3 separate regions of the Ovis aries genome follow, and all the other regions are linked to region 1. A link is a contact called in public Hi-C data. All regions are on one chromosome and are shown on one strand. The core of a region is the stretch at or near the end of the contact, and the rest is flanking DNA. Distances in the headings are between cores, read along the strand shown.

What was found. A called contact is a pair of places that touch in the nucleus more often than the background predicts.
Region 2: a Hi-C map of liver shows a contact between it and region 1, with 4 times the contacts expected there. The contact joins the promoter of ZPR1 here to the promoter of SIK3 in region 1. A contact is called at or near these places in 8 of 16 Hi-C or Micro-C datasets (blood, hypothalamus, liver and 4 more).
Region 3: a contact with region 1 is called in a Hi-C map of liver, with 4 times the contacts expected there. The contact joins the promoter of LOC132657854 here to the promoter of SIK3 in region 1. A contact is called at or near these places in 2 of 16 Hi-C or Micro-C datasets (liver and tail adipose tissue).

What each region holds. Positions count from the first base shown.
Region 1 is chr15:27,508,855-27,512,828 of ARS-UI_Ramb_v3.0, reverse strand. It overlaps SIK3 (SIK family kinase 3), which reads left to right and starts at 2,271. Exons shown (of 23, transcript XM_060399705.1): 1 at 2,271-2,565. The coding sequence starts at 2,293.
Region 2 is chr15:27,173,142-27,177,115 of ARS-UI_Ramb_v3.0, reverse strand. It overlaps ZPR1 (ZPR1 zinc finger), which reads left to right and starts at 1,997. Exons shown (of 13, transcript XM_042232951.2): 1 at 1,997-2,175; 2 at 2,358-2,519; 3 at 2,927-3,017; 4 at 3,362-3,432. The coding sequence starts at 2,005. It overlaps APOA5 (apolipoprotein A5), which reads left to right. Exons shown (of 4, transcript XM_060399707.1): 4 at 1-474.
Region 3 is chr15:27,225,021-27,228,994 of ARS-UI_Ramb_v3.0, reverse strand. LOC132657854 (apolipoprotein A-I-like) reads left to right here and starts at 2,215. Exons shown (of 1, transcript XM_060399710.1): 1 at 2,215-3,974. The coding sequence starts at 2,292. The coding sequence ends at 2,723. All of the region lies in intron 3 of APOC3 (apolipoprotein C3), which reads right to left.

The DNA.
Region 1 (3,974 bases), core at 1,022-3,521:
ACAGTTACTGGCCTTTATCCATACAGGCAAAGAGGGGAAAATCACTTAACACACAGTGTACACAGTCTGGCCATTATTAGAGACAAGAGTTATCTGCCTCTTTCCCTGGGGAGTTAGACCAATGCTCCATTTTCTAGTTTCTCCCCAGAGGCGTCTTTGTTTTCGACACCCTTCAGGGAGCAGCAAAAGCTGCTGTGCTTGATGTTCAAACGATCTCTACGAGTAAAGGAAAAGCTGTTAGGCTGATGGTTTCAGTGCTGCTCCTGTAACCCTCAGAGCAAAAGATTTTTTCCCCCCTTGCTTTATTTCTCATGAGTTTCCTGTTGAGACCCTCCTCTTCCTTTCCTTAGGGAAGATAGTAGAACTAGGACCCTTGGGCCCAGCACCAAAGTTAATGTACAGTTCCTGTTAGAGGCAGGTGAGTAGGTCGAAATGGTAAAAGAGGCTGGCTGCACACCATCATTTATCTGGGATTGAATGAGCTCAACCAATGAAAGGTCTTAACCAGTGCCAGAAGCTGAGGACCACTTCATCCTTATCCTCATTTGCTAGTAAAGAAGCCAATTAGTGTTAATTGTGTTGGCAATTTGGAACAGCCACCAGGGGATTGATTCAAGGCAATTGTGGAATGACCTCCCTGTCCTGTCCTAGTCCCAGCGATTACTCACAGTCACTTGAGGAATCAGAGAGCTAATAAATATCTTTCGGTCCGAGAGAGTAAACAGGTGCTCTGCTTCTCACACATTCACAGTGCACTGGGTGTCAGTTTTCAGTATTGTACCTGTAGTGACCTGACAACACAGTTCTGCCATTGAGAGAGACATAGATACAGAGGAATCAGGATTGGAAAGTGGGATACATTTCAACACTGGCCTGTTCATGGCCTTTTCTCCTCCCCACTTGCCACGCCAGTATGTGTGCAAGCTCGGCTGTGTCCGACTTTTTGTGATCCTTTGAATATAGCCCACCAAGCTCCTCTGTCCACAGGATTTCCCAGGCAAGAATACTGAAATAGGTTGCCATTTCCTTCTCCAGGGGATCTTCCCTATCCAAGGATCGAACCATATCTCCCAAGTCTCCTGCTTTGCAGGCAGATTCTTTACCCCTGAACCACTGAGGAAGCCCTTGCCTGCCCAGAACATCTTGTTATTGATAGCCAAGTAGCCTACCTCTCCCCAGCCTTACCTGAAGCTGCTAAAGCCAATCTACTTAATAGAGGGAGGAGAGAAAGGAGGGGGGAGCTGGTGAGGGCTCCGGAGGATGCAGAAAAGCAGATAACAGAGAAGAGAAAAGGGATGTGAGATTTATTGTTGGAATTTGATTTGATCACCTTTAATGTCCTTGGAGAGTCGCTGGTAGGGGTGGAATTTTTATTTTATTATTTACTTATTTATTTTGCCCAACAGACCGATCGTCCTTAACCATGAGGTGACTCACTGGACAATGCGCACATTGCTTCACCAGGGTTTTACAAGTGACAGAAATAGGATGCAGGCACTTTTTGACAATGATCTAGCTATAGAATTGTTCAGAGAAGGGGTGGGAGGAAGGAAAATGACGTCCCTGCTCTGGCCCTCACCCACCCAATGACTGAAATGCGTGTTTGGGCTGGTTTCTCCGCCCTTGGACACGCAAATCTTACTTTCCCTATTTTCTACATTCGGTGACAATTAGATTGGTTGTACCAGGTTGTAAGAGGAAGGAATTTTACTGAAGAATTCCCTTGCCTCGCTACCGACTTGGTTACAGTAGCTTCAGTAGTGTAGCTGTTCCTGCCTTTGGGGCCTCAAGGGCTAAAGTGGGACAGTGCTAATATTTTTGATGAGGAGGAAATACTTTGCTTTAAAGGAGGCTGGGTGACTGCCGAACTGGGACAGAGGTCACAGTAGGGGGTGACATTAGCAGTTCCTGGGAGGATCGAGGGCAGGTTTTGGGTCAGGCACAAGCACCCCCCGACTTGGGCAACGCTGCAATGGCTTGGAACTGGCTGGCACACTTGCGGTACCCACTGTCTCCTCCCCGGAGGGGGGCACCCGGGAGCCGGCGCGGGAGGAACCCGGCCCACGCGGGAAGGTCGAGCTAGCCGGTGAGGTCATGGTTGCTATGGCTCCGGGCAGTGACGCGCGTCGGCACGTGACGACAGGTTGCCATGGCTCCCGGCCCCGGCGGCGCGGGCGCTCCGCCTCCTGGAGTGACGTCCGCCGCCCCCCCACCTCTTTTCCCGCCCCCCCCCGCCCCCTCTCCCCCCCCGGCCGGCTCCCCGCGGCCCCGGAGGTTTCACTGCACAACAAGATGGCGGCGGCGGCGGCGAGCGGAGCTGGCGGGGCTGCCGGGGCCGGAGCGGGGGGAGCCGGGCCGGCCGGCCGCCTGCTGCCTCCGCCCGCCCCGGGACCCCCGGCCGCCCCCGCTGCTGTCCCCCCGGCGGCTGGCCCGCCGCGTCCCCCAGCCCCGGCCTCCCGCGGGCCGGTGCCTGCCCGCATCGGCTACTACGAGATCGACCGCACCATCGGCAAGGGCAACTTCGCGGTGGTCAAGCGGGCCACGCACCTCGTCACTAAGGCCAAGGTAGTGGCGCGGCGGGACCGGGGGGCGGCGGGGCTGCGCGGCCCGGGACCGTCCGAGTGTGGCGGGGGAAAGGGAGCCCCGCGACACCGAGGTGGAGGGGTCGGCGCCGCGAGCGGGGCTCGGGAGTGCGTTGGGGACCGGGGAAGCGGGTAGGGGGTTATCGGGCAAGAGTGAGGAGAGGGAGAGCAGGAGGCGGGGGGCACCGGGGGGCCCGGGAGAGGGTAACTGCACAGCGGAGGAGGCGCAGAGCAGCCACCGAGCGCCGGGACCTGGGGAACTAGGGAGCCGGGGATGGGCGGGGGGCTCCCCGGGCTGTGCGGAGGGTCGTAGCAGGGGTGATGAGAAAGAAGACATTTGGAACTCTCCCGGAGCCAGGAGACAGTAAGCTAAAAAGCCTTCGAAACCAGAAATTAGGAAATCCTGCGGGAATGAGGGCAGGGGGATAGGAAACGTGGACCAGGAGGATGGGGGAAACAAGGGTGAAACTGACACAGGTGGGCTTTTGAGGGGAAGAAGGATGGCTGGGGTCTTGAGAGGGGGTACAAGGTACTGCGAGGTATGAGGGACCTGGTACCTTATGACAGCAGCACCAGTCAGCATTTGGTCTCCCAAGACTTCTAAATGGTGGGAATGAGAGACAGAGGACAGACAAGATTATTGGAGGAGGCGATGAAAAAAATGGGGAAATTAAGGAGGAAAAAAATTACTTTGCTTTTCCACAGGAAAGGCGTCAGGGAACAGAGACCCAGGGGTACCCCTGCTTTGTGTTGGCCCTAGGTAATCAGGGGTTAAACAATTTGGGAGAGCTGGATTGCTGGTTATATTTAGTTGTTGGAGGGTCCAGAACCATACAGTTTACAGAACCCAGGGTGGGCTGTCATTGGTGAGGAGGGGGCCTGGAGACTGGGGAGGTGTGTGAAGAATCTGGACACTCATTGGGCCCTTTGGTTCCCAAGGGATTTGTGGAGCAGTGGTGGTGAAATTGGCAAGGTCAATTAGGAAGCCATATCGTACACGTTTAAAATTTTACCTACAAAATTCGTTTTTGGAGGAAATACGGTTAGTTCTTTCCTGTGGCCTTCTTCATTGGGAGTCTTGACATCGAAGACACCAGGAGGAACTGCTTGGTTTGGATAGGACTCCCAGAACCCATTTATACTTCAGATTTCTTTCTTTGCTCCATCTCTCACTTGAATGAACACTTTCGGTGAAGTCATTCATTATATTTAAAACTGCAATTTGTGTTTCCCTCAGCTCGATGAAGAACCCTTACAGCTGCTGCTGCTTCCTACCAAAGCCACATCAATTCCCCTCACCTCCTCAGCCCAGTCTTTGGTCCTTGTTTTCGCTTGTATGGCAATCTCTTATTTTCAGAAGGCAGTGACTTATCTCTGCCTTCTCTCCCTCTC
Region 2 (3,974 bases), core at 748-3,247, 340 kb after region 1:
GCCTGTGTCCCTTTATCCCAGGGTCTGGTTCTGATCACTTCTGGCCACCTGGTGGCCACGACTACAGCTAGTCCACAGAGAGGAGCTCTTTTCTCCCCAGCGTTGTCATGACAGCTTCTGCTGGAGGAAGAGAAGGGAGAAAGAGAAAATGATAAGGGGAACCTGTGATGGTGTGTGTAAGTGTGTGTGTGTGTGTGTGTGTGTGTGTGTGTGTGTGTGTGTATCTCTGCTGGCTGATGCTGGTGGGGCCAAATGGTGTGGGTTGTGATGGGAGGGAGGTGAGCGTAGCCTGGATTTCCTGATATAACACTACATCTAAACAGTCCACCGAGCCCTCCAAACTATGGGGGCTTCTTAAACTCTGCGGAGCCTACTGTGTGCCCTCCCCATCTCTGGCCCCTCCCTCCTGACTTCCAGGTGGAAGTCTAGACTTCTGACACAAGTGAAATAGATGCTTATTATGATGGAAGCTTATTTGCCTGGTGTGACTCTCATTTGGACTATGTCTGAAAGCAGTGGCCTCACCATTATCACCAAAGCTCCCCATCACCCCCTCCGGTCCCTCGCTACTCTTTCTCACTGACCCCCTCCCAGTCCAGTTCTGCTGGAGGGCTGCTGCTCTGCCTGGGCTGACAGGTGTTTGTGCCTGGGCTAGAGACCCTTTGGGCTTCCTAGGTGACGCTAGTGGTAAAGAACCTGCCTGTCAATGCAGAAGACTCGAGAGATGTGGGTTCGATTCCTGGGTCAGGAAGGTCCCCTGGAGAAGGAAACGGCAACCCGCTCCAGTATTCTTGCCTGGGAAATCCCATGGACAGAGGAACCTGGCGGGCTACAGTCCTTGGGGTCACAGAGAGTCGGAGGCAACTGAGCACACTAGAGACCCTTCCTTTGTACATGCACGGTGTACCCATCCGCTTATCGCAGGACAGTCTGCATAAGATACAGGCTCCTGTGGCGGCCTGTCTTTGTTGTCTCTGCTGTTCCATATCCTGAATGGCCTCTTTTTTGACAAGGGCTCTTTTTATGACTGACAATCTTCTCAACTGACAACCCTCAAAATCTTACATCCCCTCACCTCCACCATTCCCTATGTACAGATTCACCACTCGGTAGCAACCCAGCTCCTTATAGCTCCCTGGGAAATCAAGGGAGGGTGAAGTGGAAGGAAGAGGAGAGGGTAAGCACACCCAGTCCTGTACACTTGGGACGTCCTGGGCAGCATTCTTCCAGCTCAGCCTGCCTGGCACAGGGTTCTCACCGCCACACTCCCTCACAGCATGAACCGCACCTCAGTCTGGCCTCATAAGCCTGCAGATTGGACCTCTCCCATGACACCCTCGATTTAGCAGCTGAATTGGGGGAAACGTGTCCAGGGAAAGTTTACCCCCAAAAGGAACCAGGCTGTTAGGAAACCAGGAGGGGTGAGTCAGCTGAGGTCCAATGTGGTGGGGATGACCGGGCAGGAGTAAAGGTGGGTGAAGGCTGTGTATTTGAGGCTGGAATTTGGGCAGGGGTTTACCTGGATAGAAATAGGGAGGGAGAGGAACAGATAGGGAGAGAATGATAAAGGGACTAAGGAAGGGTAATTTAGAGCTGATGCAGCATGTGGCCCAAAGGTGGATCCAAGCAAATCCAGGTCGGAGTGCACCTCCTCGGGGATACCTATGGATGGCCAGGTCTCTTGTGGTCAAGGCTCTTGTAGTTAGACTTGGGGACCAACAGTTAGAACCTTGTGCTACGGAGCTATTGCAAACGATCAATAAAACTGCCCTGGGTCTGAGAGGTCGCCCTGGGGGCAGTGACGCCGGAATTGAGGTGGAGGCAAAGCCTGGAACCGGCAGGCTTCGTAAGTCAGGACCGGATGTCACCGAGAAGAGTCTGCGGCCTCTTTAAGAAGAGGCGGGGGCGGGAGGATGTGGGCAGAGCTGGCGGAAGTGCCGGCGGAAGGGGTGGGGCCAAGAGGGAGGCAAAAGCCGGAAGTTGAGGCCTGATCTTCGCGTGGTGATGTCGGCCGGTGGAGCTGTGGAGCCTGGGCTCCCGGCGGCGGCTGCCGCTCCCTCGCCCGCCCCGGCTCGGGATCCCGAGCCCGGGCACTTGTTCCGGCCTATCAGTGCTGAGGACGAGGAGCAGCAGCCCACTGAGATCGAGTCGCTGTGCATGAACTGCTACCGCAATGTGAGACGGGCGTGCGGCCGCGGGCGGCTGGAGGGTTGGGCAGAGGCGGGGAGGAGCGGGGGTCGGCGATCCTGCCAGGCTAGCCCAACTGGGGGCCTGGAGGCGAGGCACGCTTGGGGCTCAGTAGATGGGAGGTTGGGAGTTTCCTTGGTACTCTCCTTCACTGTTTTCTGCTTCCTCAGGGCATGACGCGCCTCCTGCTCACCAAGATCCCCTTCTTCAGAGAAATAATCGTGAGCTCCTTTTCCTGCGAGCACTGTGGCTGGAACAACACGGAGATCCAGTCGGCGGGCAGGATCCAGGACCAGGGAGTGCGCTACACTCTGACTGTTAGGGCTCAGGAGGTGAGAGGGGCCAAGGGCAGTTACCCTGGTGTCCTAGGGAAAGCTTGGGGACTGGAGTGGGAGCTTCGGTCCAGGTGGTCAGACCTCAAATAAATCCACTGAAGTGTCTGTCCAAGCCTCAGTTTCCTCCTTTGTAAAATGGCGTTGGTGCCATCATCTGCTCAGGTGCGGTAAGACTGGTGAACATGCTTTGTAAGGTATCAAATGAAGCGTAGTATCAGAAGGTATCAAATGAGCAGTAGTTTTATGAGTAGTACTCTAACCAGTTGGGTAGCTGGTTCACATCAAGGTGCTGTTCCGCAGGAGCAGTCTGGACTGCCCCCAGCAGGGAGAAGAAAGAAAACAGCTGGGCTGGGGGCTCCTGTATTGTTGACTTCTGTGGACTGAAGGGTTTTTGTTCTACCCAGGACATGGACAGAGAAGTAGTGAAGACTGACTCTGCCACCACAAGGATACCAGAGCTGGATTTTGAAATTCCTGCCTTCAGCCAGAAAGGAGGTATATTTAAGATCAGAGTGTTTGTGCTGTTCATGCACTGTTCATGAATCTTACTGTCTTGCAAAACTCTTGGTGCCAGGTGTAGTGGCTTATGTATGGATTTGGCCACATCCTTGTGATCTTCATTGGTTTAACCTAAGAGAGCTTAGGTAAAGTAGCGTAAGGTAGTATATAGTGATAGTAACACTGTGACGTACTTATTACAGAATTGTCTGTAATAATCACTGTTAACCAGAGGTGAATGAAGTCAAGGCCCAGACAGTTCAGCGAACTGCGCAGGGTCATACCGGCACTTGATGGCAAAGCGAAGCCTGACCTCAGCTTCTTTTGTTCTTACTCACCAGCTCTGACTACTGTTGAAGGGTTGATTAGCCGCGCCATCTCTGGCCTGGAGCAGGATCAGCCCACTCGAAGGGTGAGCTGGGGTTTTCTCATTGCAGCAGCTCAGGGAATAATTTCTTCTGTATACTTGTTCACCTTCCCATGTGGCTGAACTGTCTCTGACTGAATGTTGGAGAACTTTGAGGGGAAGTGAATGGTGACGCTATAGCTGCCTGGATGTTACATGTGTTGTACCACTGTCCTTTCTAGCTCCCCTCCTCCACTGTACATTGAGGCCTCTTCTCAGACACTGTACCCTTATCTCTGAAGAGCCTTCCCTAACACCCTTGGGTTTATCTGTGCTTCCTGAGTGCTCCATTGTGTCTTATATTTATTATGACATCTTATATATACAAATATTTATGTGAAATAATATAATTAAAAATTTAGTCATCTGTCTTCTTAAGTGGACAGATAAGTCTCTGGTTTTCTTAAACAGAGCCCCATGAAAGGGTTCTTGTTTATTTTCTGTTGTCTGTTACCTGGCACAAATGCCTGGACTAAATAGTTGAATGAGTGAGAAAAGGAGACTTGTCTGGCACCACCCATAAACTTCAAACTTATTTGCTACTTTTA
Region 3 (3,974 bases), core at 966-3,465, 280 kb after region 1:
GGGCCTCTGCAGCTGGGTTGAGACATGCCCTGGGGCCTGGGACCTTACCTCATTCCAAGGGCGTGGCCTCTGTGTGCCTGTGCCCCTCCCAGCAGCTCCAGGTGGGTCTCAGTGGGGCGATCTGAGGAAGGGTCTGATCAGTGGCCCAACCTAAGCTGCCTCTCCTTCCCTTCTTCTCTCCCTCCCCCAAGCATAGCTCCCCTGGGATGAGAATGCTGCTCCAGCCCTGGACCCTATACCTGGCAACGGGCAGGGAGGAGGGGCGGGAGGATGGGGAGAAGGTCTGACCAGCTGGGCCGAAAGTGGTCCTCTAGGGTTAGGCTAAATCTCTCTGCTTCCACCTGTGTGCGAGTGAGGCTTAGCTCACGAGCCTCTGTGACCCATGCCCCTGCCACAGGGCTGGACTGGGCAGCGCTGACTCAGCCCTGCCAGCCAGAGGCCCCGATTCACCATGGCCTTCTGTGCTGGAAGTTCCTCCTAGCGTCTCACCCAGGTCTTCCCACCCAGGAGCCACCCCCTTTGAGCTCTGCCCTGGGTGGACGGCCAGTGTGGAGCAAACACGGGGACCTGTGTCCATGTGATCGGCCCGTCCCTGGCTGGGCCTGAGTCGTTCCCTCCTGCTTCTGGGCTCGGGCTGCCCACCGGTTTGATCTCTGTTTTGGGGGCAGGAGGGTGGCCATAGGTGATGCTAGAGTCTCAGCCTCATCACCTCATTGACCGTTAGGTCTGTCTGTTGTACAGATAAAGAGATTGAGGCTCAGAAAGGGATATGATTCACCCAACGTCACATAGCCCTTTGTGCCCACACATGTGGCCGTGCCCTGACTCACAGGGCCAGGGTCTGCTGGAGCTGCCGGCGCTCACGTCCTTTCCATCAGCAGCTCAAACAATCTAAGACAGGGCACAGTTCAGTTCAGTCGCTCAGTCGTGTCCGACTCTTTGCAACCCCATGGACCGCAGCACGCCAGGCCTCCATGTCCATCACCAACTCCTGGAGTTTACTCAAAGTCATGTCCATTGAGTCGGTGATGCCATCCAGCCATCTCATCCTCTATCATCCCCTTCTCCTCCCACCTTCAACCATTCCCAGAATCAGGGTCTTTTCAAATGAGGGGGCACAGGGGCCTCTCATTCTCTGCCACACCCTAGAAGTAACCTGTTCACAGACTGATACACAGCATGCTCCCCGGGACTTCCTCAGCTGTCCAGTGGTCAAGACTCTGCACTTTCACTCCAGGGAGCACAGGTCCCATCTCTGGTTGTGGAACTAAGATCCTGCATGCTGGACAATGTGTCCAAAACGCAAACAAAAAAACCCCATGATCCCAACCAAGGAGGTCAAACTCAACTGAGAGTCCTTGGTGACTCACTGCCCTCTTCGCCTTTGGCCCGGTTTTGGGGAAGGTGTGGGGCCAGAGGTGAGCACCTACTTTGCACCCAGCCCATGCTAGACTGTGCCTGATTTGGGAGTGTTGCAAGGCGGTGAAATTTTCAGGGGCAAAACATGGCCCATGCTTGATGAGCGCTGACTGTGGGCCAGGTATGGCTCCCAGCATTACTCAGCTTACCTTCCTGACGCGGTAGTCAAGAGGCATGCACTAGTTTATCCCCTACTGAGGCACACACGGGGCTCAGAGAGGTTAAGAAACTTGCCCAAGGTCACACAGTCAGTATGTATGGAGCCCACACACAAACCCAAGGAGTCTGATCCCAGCATTGGAAGCCTTAATAACTACCGCGAGATGGTAGGGGCAGACCAGTGCTGTCTGGTTGCTATTTTCTGCAATGCACTCCTCCCCTTCCTATTCTTAACTCCCTTCTCAGCTCCAGCCAGCAACAGAGATGGCTGTCTTCAGAGAGGAGAATGGGCTGGAAGAGTAGAGACTAGGTCCTTAAAAGGCCCACCTTTGGGGACAGACAGGATCAGGCACCAAAACCAGCTTCAGCTCTATCTCCTTCTAATTCCTGCATCCATCTGGTCAATGGGATGCAGTGGGGAGTGGGGGGCAGACCGTGGATGGGAGACGCTAGGCTAAGGATCTGTCCCCAGCTACCCCACATTCAGGCACAGGTGTGCCCAGGTCTCACACGGGGCAAGCACGGGCGCTGGGCTGCAGCTCTGGGGGTAGCCAGGGGGCCCAGGAGGTTTAGCCTGAGCCCTCCTCTCTCTCCCCTTTCAGCCTGAAACTCCTGGACAACTGGGACACCCTGGCCAGCACGTTGTCCAAAGTGCGTGAACAGCTGGGCCCGGTGACAACCTGGAGAAGGAGACAGCGTCGCTGAGGCAGGAGATGCACAAGGACCTGGAGGAGGTGAGGCAGAAGGTGCAGCCCTACCTGGACGAGTTCCAGAAGAAGTGGCACGAGGAGGTGGAGATCTACCGCCAGAAGGTGGCGCCGCTGGGCGAGGAGTTTCGCGAGGGCGCGCGCCAGAAGGTGCAGGAGCTGCAGGACAAGCTGAGCCCGCTGGCCCAGGAGCTCCGCGACCGCGCGCGCGCGCACGTGGAGACGCTGCGGCAGCAGCTGGCGCCCTACAGCGACGACCTGCGCCAGCGGCTGACCGCGCGCCTGGAGGCGCTCAAGGAGGGCGGCGGCAGCCTGGCGGAGTACCACGCCAAGGCCACCGAGCAGCTGAAGGCGCTGGGCGAGAAGGCCAAGCCGGCGCTGGAGGACCTCCGCCAGGAAGGTTCAAACAGGAAGGAAAGAGAGGACCAGGCAAAGTGACGGATGATCCAATGCAGGTGCCCTGAAAGAGCTTCAACCAGGAAGTACTGGCTTTGCTGGGAGCAGTGGGCTCCCTGTCCCCAGCGTTTCCCTAGGGCAGAGGACATAGCTCCCCAGCCCTCTTTCTCAAGGGCAGCTGAGGTTGAAGGGACTTCAGCGTGCCTGTGGACTTGAAGGATTAGGGCAGGTTCAAATGAAGGGCTTGGTGCTTGCTCCTTCCTCCCTTACTAATTCAAAATACACTTTACAAAACTCATACCTTTTCCTTTTTCACCAAGGCCTCTTGCCACTATTCACCCTCCCTGTCTGCTCAGGAAAAGCTGCAGTTTCCTTAGGCCCTGCCGTGCCAGCCCCATCCTTGGGGCTACAGACCTGTCAGGCCCGTTGTTTCTGACCTGAGTCAGGAAAACAATCACCATCTCTTGCAGTAACTAGCATATTCCAGTCTCCAAGAAGCTTTTCTATGCATCGTTTCACTGCATCCTTTCCCAGATCCTAGGTAGATTAAATGGATGGGAAACAGATGGGGAAACCATGGAAACAGTGTCAGACTTTGTTTTTTGGGGCTCCAAAATCACTGCAGATGGTGACGGCAGCCATGAAATTAAAAGACGCATACTCCTTGGAAGACAAGTTATGACCAACCTAGACAGCATATTTAAAAGCAGAGACATTGCTTTGCCAACAAAGGTCCATCTAGTCAAGGCTATGGTTTTTCCTGTGGTCATGTACGGATGTGAGAGTTGGACTGTGAAGAAAGCTGAGCGCTGAATAACTGATGCTTTTGAACTGTGGTGTTGGAGAAGACTCTTGAGAGTCCCTTGGACTGCAAGGAGATCCAACCAGTCCATTCTGAAGGAGATCAGCTCTGGGATTTCTTTGAAGGGAATGATGCTGAAGCTGAAACTCCAGTACTTTGGCCACCTCATGCAAAGAGTTGACTCATTGGAAAAGACTCTGATGCTGGGAGGGATTGGGGGCAGGAAGAGAAGAGGACGACAGAGGATGAGATGGCTGGATGGCATCACTGACTTGATGGACGTGAGTCTGAGTGAACTCCGGGAGTTGGTGATGGACAGGGAGGCCTGGCATGCTGCGATTCATGCGGTTGCGAAGAGTCGGACATGACTGAGTGACTGAACTGAACTGAACTGAACTGATGGATGCAGAAGTTAGAGCTTGGAAACGTGGGGTCATTTCCAAGATTGAACAGCAGGACGGGCTAGGTTGCCCTTTCTAGACCTATGTACT